Linked DNA regions of Mus musculus: region 2 is linked to region 1. The links are chromatin contacts, called in public promoter capture Hi-C maps. All regions are on one chromosome and are shown on one strand. Each heading gives the region's core, a stretch centred on a gene start, on an enhancer-like site or on the middle of the called end of the contact. The rest is flanking DNA. Distances are from core to core; before and after follow the strand shown. Region 1 overlaps Gm46607 (a long non-coding RNA gene). Region 2 holds the start of Mad2l1bp (MAD2L1 binding protein).

The links. Promoter capture Hi-C pulls out the DNA fragments that hold promoters and counts their contacts.
Region 2: a contact with region 1 is called in a promoter capture Hi-C map of embryonic stem cells, with 4 times the contacts expected there. The contact joins the promoter of Mad2l1bp here to the enhancer-like site in region 1. A contact is called at or near these places in 4 of 39 promoter capture datasets (the 3T3-L1 cell line, the HPC-7 cell line, cranial neural crest and 1 more), 2 of 484 Hi-C or Micro-C datasets (the C2C12 cell line and nephron progenitors), 14 of 115 datasets of contacts at active chromatin or transcription factors (the SCID.adh cell line, acute myeloid leukemia, astrocytes and 9 more) and 1 of 9 other capture datasets (adipose tissue).

What each region holds. Positions count from the first base shown.
Region 1 is chr17:45,819,011-45,825,415 of GRCm38.p6, forward strand. Gm46607 (a long non-coding RNA gene) reads left to right here. Exons shown (of 3, transcript XR_001782269.2): 2 at 6,070-6,147. Gm35692 (a long non-coding RNA gene) reads right to left here. Exons shown (of 3, transcript XR_876833.1): 2 at 3,199-3,868; 3 at 2,865-3,030. Among named protein-coding and RNA genes, the nearest start is that of Gm35692, 6.7 kb to the right of the region's middle. Within about 2 kb of position 3,256, at least 8 of the 459 cell types and tissues checked have an H3K27ac peak or open chromatin away from gene starts, as enhancers often do. A contact at or near this core is called in embryonic stem cells, where this site is marked.
Region 2 is chr17:46,150,762-46,157,166 of GRCm38.p6, forward strand. It overlaps Mad2l1bp (MAD2L1 binding protein), which reads right to left and starts at 2,790. Exons shown (of 3, transcript NM_025649.3): 1 at 2,682-2,790; 2 at 2,018-2,280. The coding sequence starts at 2,736.

The DNA of each region.
Region 1 (6,405 bases), core at 2,006-4,505:
CCCTGACTTCCATGCTCTTTGGCAGAATCCTGGGATAGTCAGGGGCCCCCAGGCGACAGTGTAGGAACCAGTTAGGAAGGGGTTCTGCTAGCTTCCTTCTTGTTCATGCACACCACAGCCCCCCTTTTGGGGGTGAGCAGGAAGAACCTATGTCAAGACAGGGTTTGGGAGAGTGTCTGTCATTTAACTTTAGCTGGTGGTAGACATGTTGAAAGCTGAACCAGGCTAACCTGGACGGGGCAGGACTGGCCTGCAGGTTTGTAGGGAGGTCAAGAGGACGGTAGAAGGGCGATGATGGAGTCACAGCCTGTCCTCAATAATTTGCAGAGGGGGCAGGGCTTGTCCTCAGGTTGCCCAGTGTGAGCACGCCCAATCAGAGTCCAGGTAGCTCTTTCACTTTCAGTCAGTCTCATAGCTATCGAGCTTCGTGGCAGAGGGCGGGTAATGGTCACCTGCCCCACATCAACCCACTCCAAATGTCTTACAGATTTCTGTCCGGTCCAGGAGGAGATGGGGTGAATTTCTGAGCAGACCATGGCAGGTTGATTTCTGCTGCACAGAATTACCAAGACTGCTTGGATCTTAGGGCTGGAGCCATAGCTCAGTGGTTAGGAGCACTGCTCTTCTAGAGGACCTGGGTTCTGTCCTCAGCTCCTACAGTGGCCATCTCACAACCTCCTGTAATTCCAGCTCCATGAGATCCGATGCCTCTAGCCCTGTAGGACACCTGGATTCATGTGGTGTGTGTGTGTGTGTGTGTGTGTGTGTGTGTGTGTACACATACACACAGAATTTAAAAATAATGAAAATAAAATCTTACAAAAAGAATGTCCTGTTTTCTTCTCTGTCAGGCTGCGTGTTTGCTTTGATGCTGGGATGCCGGCACACCACATGCATTCTCCTCAGGGAACGGAGAATGCAGTTCAAGATTGGGGGGGGTGTCTCAGCCTGTGACCCCTTCCCCCTCCCCCCCGCCCCGAGTAACAGTGGTGGCTGGGATGGATACTGTGGTTTTCCATCTCCTGTGTACCCAGACACGGCTGCAGACCTTGAGGAGTTGAGACGGTGGTCCGAGGGTCTACATCCCCCTACACGCCAGGCAGGAAGGGGATGGCTGAGCCCAGAACTAGGGTGGAATCTGGTTTGACTCCGAGCAAGTGCCAAAAGTCTGGAGGGGCTAGAAGAGAGGCCTTCTCCGAAGATTTAGGTGCAGCTTGGTCCTTTCTTGTCCAAACTGCTTTATTTTTATGGCAGATGTGAATGCCTAGTCTTACTCAGGGTGAACCAGGTATTAAATAGGTTTTGCGGGAAGGGATGCCCAGGAAGGGAAGCTCATTGGCTAAACACTCGGGGCCTGTCTAGATTCCTCATTAGCGTGGAAAACTCCAGGTTTTTAGGCTATGTGACCAGTTGCCATGGTCCTCTCAGTGGGGTGTCATGGTCACTTGTTCCAGGATTGGTAGAACCTGACGGGGAGCTGGTTCCACTGCCTGCTGTTTTCAATCATGAGATTTACCGGGGTTTTTCAACCTGCTTCAACCTTACCAGTTCTTCCGTCTGGTCCACGGTCCGCTTGCCCCACACTTGCCCAGGGTCTAGGCAGTAAATGGATGGCTCTAGCAAAGATCATATTGAGTGAGACCCTGAAAGACAAATGTTGACTGTTCTCTCCCATCAGGGGCTCCTAGCTCCAGATCACCAGATACCAGTGTAGTCCTCACTGCTCAGGAGAAAAACTCTTTGCAACTGAGACTATTACAAAACAAAACAAACAAAAAACTCCAACAACAACAACAACAACAAAACTGATCGCCTCTAACTGATCCCTACACTGTTATTCTAAAGAGCAATCAATCAAAATCAATCAATCAATCAAAATGCAGAGCTGTGGAGCTCAGTCCCAGTGGAAACATCTACAAAACAACTCCTGCACCTAAGGCTCCGGGAACATTGCAGGCATAGCCTTGTCAGAGGCTACAGCCATAAAGTCTCACAAACATGACAGCCTACACGGGAGCTGAATAGGGCAGCTTCAATAGGCAAAGTCGATGGGGAAAGCCACAGGCCCCATCCTTACACAAAGCATCCTTACCCAGGCAGCCCAGAGATGCTGAGGACATAGTATTTGGAGGGAGGAAAGGGAAGGGGGCGATGATGTAATTGTTTTTATAATCTCAAAAATAAAAGCAAGAAATATCTAGAAGAATGCATGCTTAAACCTCTGCTTAGCCCTTGGAGATTTTTGCAGGGAGAGCAGAGGCCCGTGTTTGGCTCATCAAGATGCGTAGCTCTGTGTACTGATTAGTTCTCGCTGCTGAGATAAAACGCCAGGACCGGAGCACTTTATGGAAGAGTTCATGTTGGATTACGGTTCCAGGGGATTAAGACTCCACCAAGGCAGACTAGAGCCATGGCCATTGAAGTTGAAGGCTTGCCTCTTTAAACTGGAAGCCTGGAGCTAAGAGAGAAGTCACGGAGGCTTTGAAACCTCAAAGCCCGCCCCAAGTGACACACCTCCTCCAGCAAGGCCACACCCCCTACACCGCCCCCAAACAGCGCCGCCAACTGGAGACCAAGTATTCATACATATCAGCCAGTGTGGGATATTCTCATTCAAACCTCCGGTGCTTGGCAACTCTGGGTATTCACAGAGTTCACCCCATCCATGATATTAACTAAATCACTACAGTGTTATGCACTGTGAAAAGCATATCCATACTTTATAGCCAGGGAGACTCAGACACTTAGGAATGTGCCTCCAAGTCCCATATTTAAGAAATGACAGGGGTTCGGTTTTGATGGCCATCAAATTTTAGTTCTTTTTTTTTTTTTTTCCAAGACCGAATGAAGAGACCCCCTGGTCACATGTGGACAGAGATTTATACAGGGCTCGAGAATAACAGTCCTTTGGGGGAACATGGAGATTGGTTGTGACATATCTAGACCTCTGAGTCTCACGCAGGTCAGGCACTTTGGGGAAAACAATTAGCTGGATCTTGGGGTCACCTCAAGAAGGAGTGTAGGGCGAAACTGGAGCAGGAGGAGAAAGAAAATGTTATTATCCGGTAGGACCTAAAGAAATCACCCCAGACCTCAGGCTCTGCATACTCGGCTGGCCCAGCAAATGTGGAGGTTCCCCATTGGCTAGGGAGCAAGGGACACCGTGGAAGAAAGACTATGGGAGAACTCTTCACTTACCTCAGCAGCGAAGGTGGGAGCATGAGTCTCAGCCCTACTCCCCTCTTCCCAAGGTGCTCCGGGGCCTCCAGCCTGGGCGTGCTCCTTCCTACGTAGCAAGGCAGAGGACTAAAGCAGGTGGGCGGGCTGTAGGTGTGATCTATGGATGATACAGCACGCGTGGAGGGCAGGGAGGATCCCTAAGGAGGAAGTAGCATGGCCAGCTGTGGAAAGGGATAGTTTGGTGGTGGATAGCTATGAGCAGGTGAGACCCACCCTGCCCCGGCTCGTGGGCCTCCTGAGCTCCAGAATAGCCGCGTGCTTCGTGCTCAGCTTTGGTTGCAGGGGACAGGGGCGGGAGCAGCAAAGTTTTCCGAATGGAAAAATGACGAACTGTTTCTGGAAAGCCGAGTTTCCCAGCTCGGTGGGTACAGCTGACTAGGGGAAACCTGAACCCTGCGGGCAGGCCGGGGGGTCCAGCAGCAGGGGAGGCAGGGCACCCGAGGCGCCTTTCCAGGCGAGTTGTGGAGGCTTTTCTGCCTGAGGCAGCAGGGTGTGGTGGAGAGCTGGAAGCCGAGTTAGCCTCAGTCATGGCCTCCTGCAGCCTGGGCCCAAACCAGCAGCCAGAGAGATACGTGACAACACAGGCATCTCTACTTCTCTTCAGCTCTGGCGATCCTCACTCACAGTGCTGTAAGGAGACAGGTTCCTTCCTATAGGGACCTGCAAGACCTGCCAGATCCCGTTTTGCTGTTCGTCTGCCTCTCATTTACTCTATTCCAGCCTCATGTCTGGCATATTCCTGCCTCAGGACCTTTGCACGGCTCCTCCTGCCTCCTGGATGCCTTTCCCCAGACACCCAAATGGCTCATTCCTTCTACTTCTCGAGGACTTTGTTCAAATCATCTCAGTAGGGCGTCTCCTGAACCCCTCCTACCAGTACTATAGGCTGAACCCCCTATTCTATCCAGTGACCCCTATTCTACCCAGTCGTCACCCCTATTCTACCCAGTCACCCCTATTCTGTGTTACTTTCCCTCTGGATCTCTTACAATCCTCTAATATATTTGTAGTAGGTAAATGATAGCGCCCCACAAAAGCTGTCCCTATTCTTACTCCGTCATCTTTGTAAATGTAACTGTAGTGCATCGCTTCTCAAATGGTGGGTCGCAACCCCTGGGGTGGGTGTCATCTGACACATTCACAGGGGTCATACATCGGGCATCCTGCACACCAGGTATTTATATTACGATTCAAAATAGTAGCAAAACTGCAGTTATGAAGTAGCTGTGAAAATAACTTTATGGCTGGGGGTCACCACAACATGAGGAACTGTATTAGAGGGTCGCAGCATCAGGAAGGCTGAGAGCCACTGCTACAGAGGATTGAATGGTGTTCTGTGCCCCGCCCAGAGTTATGTCCGCCTGAAAGCTTAGAATGTGACCTTGTTTGGAGGTATGGTCCTTGTAGGTGTAACTCAGTTGAAGATAAGGTCACCCCAGATTCAAGGGGACCACACCCAGTGACTGTTGTCTTCATAAGAACAAAGGACACACAGACACAGACAGAGCCACCTGAAGGCTGAGGTGATGCAGCCCTCGCTGAGCTCTAGTGGTTATCACCAGGGAGTCAGATGGGATGCTTCCCAAGTGCGGAGGAGGGAGTGGGGCCCTGCCAATAGCTTGAACTTGGCCTTCTGGCTTCCAGGTCTGTAGGGCAGAATAGTTCTGCTGTTTTGAGCATGCACTGACTTGCACTGATATTAGTACGTGCACAGCTAGTGCCACTAATATCACGGGTCACAGTTTACCAGTTTACTCACAGGGTTTGGTGTGTGTGTGTGTGTGTGTGTGTGTGTGTGCATGCGACCTTTCCATGTGGGTGTGTATGCACGTGTGTGCTTACAGGATGAGAAATGTGCCTAGCATCTGACCAACCTACTCTTTGATCCTCATACTAAGTCCCCAAGCCCCAGTCTGGGCCAGGAGATTTACCCTGTGTTCTTGAGCAAGTCACAGCTCATTTTCCCATGAAGAATATTAGAAACACCAGGCATGGTGGCACACACATTTAATCTCAGCATTCGGAAGGCAGAGGCAGAGGCAGAGGCAGAGATCTCCGTGAGTTTGAAGTCAACCTGGTATCTGTAGGGAGCGTCAAACCAGCCAGGATCACATAGTGAGACCTTGTCTCAAAACACAACAACCAGCAGCATCCTCAGGTCTGCCCTGCAGCTCTGCTCTGTTAGATTCTTGGTAGCTTCCATCCCTCTTTCTCCTTGGATGAACTCAGGGATGCCTCCAGCCACCCAGGTTTCCTGCCCTTAGCTCGCTGCCAGGAGCTGTGATCCCTGCCTGGGAGAGCAGGCGTGCGGATTAATCAAGAGATGGAAGAAAAGAGTGGAGGGAATCTCAGAAGGCCTGAGCAGAGGTGGCTGTAGCCTCTATGGACCACACCACCACCTTTCTCTGTCCTTGGGTTCTGTAGCTATACACCCCATCAGTCAATATTTTAAAATATGGGAAATGGGGCCTGGAGAGGTAGCTCAGCAGTTAGAATATCGGAAGGATTTGCACAGTGTTACTCCTTCATTCTTACTCTCTAAACAATACAATACAATAACAGTTTACATAGCATTTATGTTGTATGAGATATTGTATGTAGTTTAGGTGGATAACAGTATTTGATTAGGTCATATGTAAAATGTCTTTGTTGTGCACAATGCATTTGGGCATCTGTGGGTACTGGTATGGGGCAGTCCTGAAAGCAATGCTGGTAGATTCAGAGGATGGCTGAACCTGACCTCAAGGGTCCCACTGTCTATGCAGTCTATGTCCTGTATCTATGCAGCCATTCTGTGCCCTGCACCTCTGTTTGCTTTATCTACCACAGGGCCCACAAGGAGTGCGTGTTCCTCCCGTGTTGGGGTGTGGTTGTGCACAGCATGCAAGGTGGTGCAGCCGACCTTGGGTAAGTAAACACCCTTCCTCCTTCACAGCACGAACATGGATGCTCTTCCTTTGCACAGTGGACAATAGGCACCTTGTGCGAGCTGAGAGGAAAAGTGGGTACTTATAATTGCTGATCTGGGCTGAGCCCCAAACGGGTTCAGAAAGGGCCAGACAAAGGGGCCTGGAAAAACCAAAGCTGACGGCTGCGGATGGATTGTGGGGAAGGGGGCACCCAGATGTAGTCCTGGGGGTAGAGGGGGGATGGAGAGAGTGTGTG
Region 2 (6,405 bases), core at 1,540-4,039, 330 kb after region 1:
CCAGGGCCAAAAAGTGGGAGTAGGTAGGTAGGGGAGTTGGGGGGGGAGGGTATGGGGAACTTTTGGGATAGCATTGGAAATGTAAATGAGGAAAATACCTAATAAAAATATTAAAAAACCCTGTCTCGACAAAACCAAAAAAAAATATATATATATTAAAAAAATAAATTAAATTAAATAGTAAATACAAAGGATAAAAAAAGGAAAAAAAAAAAAAAACAGGATGGCCTAGAACTCAGAGGTTTGCCTGCCTCTCTCTTAACTGCTGGGGTTAGACCACCATACCTGGCCCTCAGTGAGTTCTCCAAAGAAATCTCCTTATGGTATAATTACCTCATAAGGCTCAGGCATCAGACAATGGTTTATTCTGAAATATTTACCAGATAGAGTAAAACTTTCCGACATAAGACAACCAACAGCAAAAACCAAAAAGAAACAAAGAGGAAAAGGATTCTGAAAGACACTTTAAGGAACAAGGGTAATGGGAGGTGGGGGGGGGGAAACCCTTAAAAAAGTAGAATTTCGTGGTCCTGAAGGGCATGGTGGCTGTAATCCCAGTGCCCAGGCGGAACAGGCCAGGAGGAACACCGAAATTCACAAGGTAATCAGACCAGGAGATGGCTCATGCACTCGGGAGGCAGAGGCAGGTGGATCTCTCTCTGAGTTTGAGGCCAGCCTGGTTTATACAGAGTGAGTTCCAGGACAACCAAGGTGACACAGAGAAACCCTGTTTTGATACATGAAGAAGATGAAGAAAATCGTTAGAATCTGAGGTCTAGAAATCCTCCCAAGAAAACACATTAAAACAAAGCCAGAAACAGAGGTGAAAATGTGGTGAGAAAAAGAAATTCAAATGTAAAGAGCTGGTCCAGGTCTGGGGCTGTAATTCAGTAAGACGCTTGTCTAGCCTGTCAGAGAGGCCTTGGGTTCCCGGGAGGGGAGGGGAGGCGGAGAGAGAGGGAGGCATGGATTGGGATGGGGGTGGGGGTGGGGGAAGGAAAGGGGGGAGAGAGACAGAAAGACAGACAGACAAGAGACAGAGAGAGGCAGATGGAGACCATGAAGACTAAGGAAAGGCCAGAAGTGGTATAGCACACCTGCAGCGCCATAAGTCCCTAGGGGAAGTTGAGGTAGCCAGGTCTCAGAGACCAGCCTAAACTACATAGTGAAATCTTGTTTTGGAAAAAAAAAAGTTAGCTGGGCAGTGGTGGCACACGCCTTTAATCCCAGCACTTGGGAGGCGGAGGCAGAGGCAGGCAGATTTCTGAGTTCGAGGCCAGCCTGGTCTACAAAGTGAGTTCCACGACAGCCAGGGCTATACAGGGAAACCCTGTCTCGAAAAAAAAAAATTAATTAAAGAAGATCAAACTCATGTGCTGGAGAGATGGCTCAGCAGTTAAGAGCACTAACTGCTGCTCTTCCAAAGGTCCTGAGTTCAAATCTCAGCAACCACATGGTGGCTCACAACCATCCCTAATGAGATCTGACTCCCTCTTCTGGAGTGTCTGAAGACAGCTACAGTGTACCTACATATAATAAATAAGCACACGCCTTTAATCCCAGCACTTGGGAGGCAGAGGCAGGCGGATTTCTGAGTTCAAGGCCAGCCTGGTGTACAAAGTGAGTTCTAGGACAGCCAGGGCTATACAGAGAAACCCTGTCTCAAAGAAAACCATAAACAAACAAACAAACCCTTGTGCCAGAGTGAGCAGGGCCGGAGCGGGCAGAAAATGTCCTGAGTTTGATTCCCAGGAATCACATGATGGCTCACAACCATCAGTACAGCTCCAAAAAGAACTAATAATATCCTCATACAACCGGTAATAGGAAGAGTCTCAGAAAAAGAACAAGAGAAAAAAGGGAGAGACCCAAGTGCAGAGAAAATGAGGCAAGGAAGGCTCTGCAAAAGCCTAGACTTGCAGGGAGGCTGAAGACATCTTAGGTCACTTTTCTACTTCCCCATCATCTATGAGCCACAAAGTCTTCCCACCAATTTTCTCAGAAAGCCTGCACATACCTGGGGAACTTTCCGGTAGAAGTGCTTCAGCTGTTCATAGGGCAGAGGGAGCTGATGGCGCTGGTACAGGATATGCTTGAGAAGTTCACAAGTAAACTGGCAGCAGTCTTCCTGGCTCACAGGCCCGGGAAACACCACCGGCACCAGGTCTCTTGGGCAAAAGGGCTCCGCAGGATTGGAAGGTTCCTGGGCTGGCGGGATGACAGTCTCAAGATCTACTTCAGGAGCATGAGTTTCTTCCGGCTTCTCATACCAATCCAAATCTAGTCCATAAGTGAAAAGGTAAAGAAAGGGGAGGGGTTGTCAAAGTCAGCGTTAGTCTTAGCGTTCCCAGAGGCTCCATCAGCAGACACTCCCATAGGTGACAGGAAACCTGATACTGGCCGGGGACGATTTAAGTGACATCAGGGACAGGAAAGGGGGCTTTAGAAGACTGAGACTAATGTTTCGGTATGAAATATCAGGGGCAGAACACCCAAGGGGACAGGGCAGGAAAAACAATTCCACTTAAGGGCGAGGGAGTGACTTGCAGAGATAGGGCGGACTGGGACACCAGGAACAAGGACAGAAAGGAACGACGGAGGAAACGTCAGCCACTAAATGCATCTGGGGAGGTAGCAGCAGGGAAGAAACGAGTCCCCAAGTTATGGATCCCACGCCTTACTTGGGGCAGCAGCAGGGGACAGTTCGGACATATCCTCCTCACCGGACGCAGCCATCGCGACTGCCAGCCTAGTCGTCCTGCGGTTAAAATAGACGCCCCGCAAAGAATCATGGGAAGCTTAAGCTCCACTTCCGGCTCTTACCAGCCAGAAGGGACTCAGCGCAGCCGCTGAATGGTGGAGGTTGGAGATGACTTGAACCACACCCAAGCCGGGGAGCTCTTGGCCCCTCCCACTTAGGCGACCCAGTCGTCCCCTGGGGCTGGGGATGCCTTCATTTTTTTTTTTTTTTTTTCTCAGCAATAGTTTCCAGCACCCACCCCGCCCCCAACCCCCCATTCTGGAATGTCCTTAGAGATAGAGCCAAGATTAAGTAAACTAGAAGTTCACCTACCCCTCCCTGGAATTCGCTTAATAGTGCTTTAAATCCAGCCTTTGAACTCACTTCGGGGTCTCTCTATCTTGGTAATGGGAGACTCCAGCATGTTGGACTTCTGCAGAATAAAACACTCTTTGTGTTTACATACTGTTTGAGTCTGGGTTATCTTTCTTGAGCAAATCATAGACCCTTTTTTTTTTTTCTTTTGGTTTTTCCAGACAGGGTTTCTCTGTATAGTCCTGGCTGTCCTGGAACTCACTTTGTAGACCAGGATGGCCTCGAACTCAGAAATCCACCTGCCTCTGCCTCCCAAATGCTGGGATTAAAGGCGTGCACCACCACGCCCGTCATAGACCCTTATAATACTATAAAGAGTTAAGGTTTTTAGCAGGACAGTGGCGGTGCACGCCTTTAATCCCAGCACTCAGGAGGCAGAGTTCCTGAGTTCCAGGCCTACCTGAATTGTTAAGGTGGTAATAGATAAACGGCATCAAGGTCATGACAGGAATTCCCAAGTGAAGTTTGAACTTGATCTCACATAGGGGGATGAATAAGCTTTTTCAAAGTAGGGCAGGAAGGAATCCTGGGAGATGCCACAGACATAAGGAAGCTTGCTGCCAAGCTCGATGACCTGAGTTCAAACAGGACCCACAAAGTGAAAGGAGAGACTAGAGTCCCTCTACACCACTATGTAACAGGCTCACTCACAAACACAAATGGGGAAGTGACGCGAGTACATTAACATGTTATGGCTGGGTATGGTCATATCAGCTTTAATCCCAGCACTGGGGAGGCAGAGGCAGGTAGATCTAGAGTTTGAGGCCAGCCTGGTCTACAGAGTGAATTCCAGGATATCCAGGGCTATACTGAGAGTCCCTGTGTCAAAAAAAAAAAAGGGGGGGGGTTTATAAGGTCAAACATGTAACGATAATAAATAAGTTCTTTGTTGTTGCTGTTGTTTTTCAAGACAGGGTTTCTCTGTGTAGCCCTGGCTGTCCAGAACTCATTCTGTAGACCAGGCTGGCCTCGAACTCAGAAATATGCCTGTCTCTGCCTCCCAAATGCTGAGATTAAAGGCGAGCGCCACCACTGCAGGGCAAAGAAGTTCATTTTAAACTTGGCTATTGACATGACTGGAGACACGGGATCAGTTTATAGAGTACATGAATCCTGAGCTTGATTCCCAGCATTACAAAAAATGAAACCCCAGCCTACCCCAAGTGACTAACAAACACGCAAATGGATTCCTAAAATTTTTTTTTCAACATACATACAATTTTATCACTAACTAAAGACCAAATCAAATTTGCATACTAATAAAATAGATGTACTTGTAGAAATATATACTGACTTGATATTTACTCCCAAGAAACAAGAACCTACTAAGCCTTTGTTTTCTATTACTGAGCCATTAGGCTTCTCTAAAAGTTTGGGGCCGGAGAGATAGCTCAGCAGTTAAGAGCACTGACTGCTCTTCCAGAGGTCCTGAGTTCAGTTCCCAGCAACCACATGGTGGCTCACAACCATCTGCAACAGGATCTGATGTCCTCTCCTGGTGTGTCTGAAGACGGCTACTCATCATATATATAAAATAAAATTTATTTAAAAAAAATAGAAAATTTGTATGCACTATAAAACGATACAATTTATAGCATACGGTAGTCAGACAGATGTTTTTAGCAGGAAGGACATTTGTTTATTGAGAGAGAATTTCACGTAGCACAGGCTTGCCTCAAACTTGCCATGGTGCTCAGGCTGGCCTTCATCTGCAGGATCCCCTGCTCAGCCTCCCAAGGGCTGGGATTATAGTTGTGAAGAGTTGTGCTTGGCTTTATATATTTATTCATTTTTGTATTTGGAGACTGGATTTCATTTAGCCCAGGCTAGCCTTGAACTCCCTATGTAATCAAGGTTGACCTGGAATCTCCCCACAGCCTCCATCCTGTATCTCCAAAGTGCTGGAGTCATAGGCTCAGCACCTCTGGAAGAGCAGCTGGTGTTCTTAACCCCTGAGCCATCTCTCCAGCCCCAAAATGTGTATTCAAAGAGACTTGAATTTGGGTCATCCCAGCAGGTGGTGAGAAATTAAGTGAACTCTAGAGATATTTAGAAAGATGTCCATCCAGTAGAGATGGTGGTGCACACCTTTAGTCCCAGCACAGGGGAGGCAGAGGCAGGTAGATCGCAGAGCTCAAGACAAGCCTGGTCTACAATAGTTCCAGGACAGCCAGGGCTACACAGAGAAACCCTGTTGTGTAACAACAAAAACAAACAAAAGACAGATGTCTCATGAATATAATTTAATTTAGCATTGGGTTTGAAGAGGAGAAGGGATAGAAAGTGGCCATCAAGAAGATAAGCAGAGGGTTGGCGAGATGGCTCAGCGGTTAAGAGCAATGACTGCTCTTCCAAAGGTCCTGAGTTCAAATTCCAGCAACCACTTGGTGGCTCACAAACGTCCGTAATGAGATCTGACGCCCTCTTCTGGTGTGTCTGAAGACAGCTACCGTGTACTTATGTATAATAATATATAAATCTTAAAAAGAAGAAGAAGCAGCAGCAGCTAAGCAGAGCCAGGCGGTGGACAGCACTTAGGAGGTGGGGTGGAGGCCATGAGGCAAGCCCACACACACACTGAGATCCTGTCTTACGTGGGGTCCAGGGATCAGGCTTGAACAGGAAGTGCTTTCACCCACTCAATCAGCCCTGCAGAGTTTCTTTAAAAAAAGAAAGGGGGTGGGGAACAGGTTTCTGACTTTAGATCTGTCTTAGATAGGGTTTTACTGCTGTGAGCAGACACCATGCCCAAGGCAACTCTTATAAGGACAACATTTAATTGGGGCTGGGCTTACAGGTTCAGAGGTTCAGGCCATTATCATCAAGGCGGGAACATGGCAACCCAGGGAGGCCTGGTGCAGGAGATGCTGAGAGTTCAACACCTTCATCTGGAGGCTGCTAGCAGAATACTGGCTTCCAGGCAGCTTGGATGAGAGTCTTAAAGCCCACACCCACAGGGACACACCTACTCCAACAGGCTGCACCCTCTGCTAGTGCCACTCCCTGGGCCAAGCAGATACAAACCATCGCAAGCACCTACTGGACCAGCTGTATCAGTCAATGAGTGACGACATATGAGAGGTAGGCATATGGGGAAGTAAGGAGAAAAGTATGAAGAAGGAGACACAAGTGCCAGGTCATAGAAGTCAAGACTAGAGTGAGTTTCCCGAAGTAGGGACCAGACGTCAAGACATCCTGTAACAGCACAATTAATATACCGTGGTGGGTGGCTGGAGAGCTGCTTCACTGGTTAAGAGTACAGACTGCTCATGGAGAGTTCCTGGGTTCAG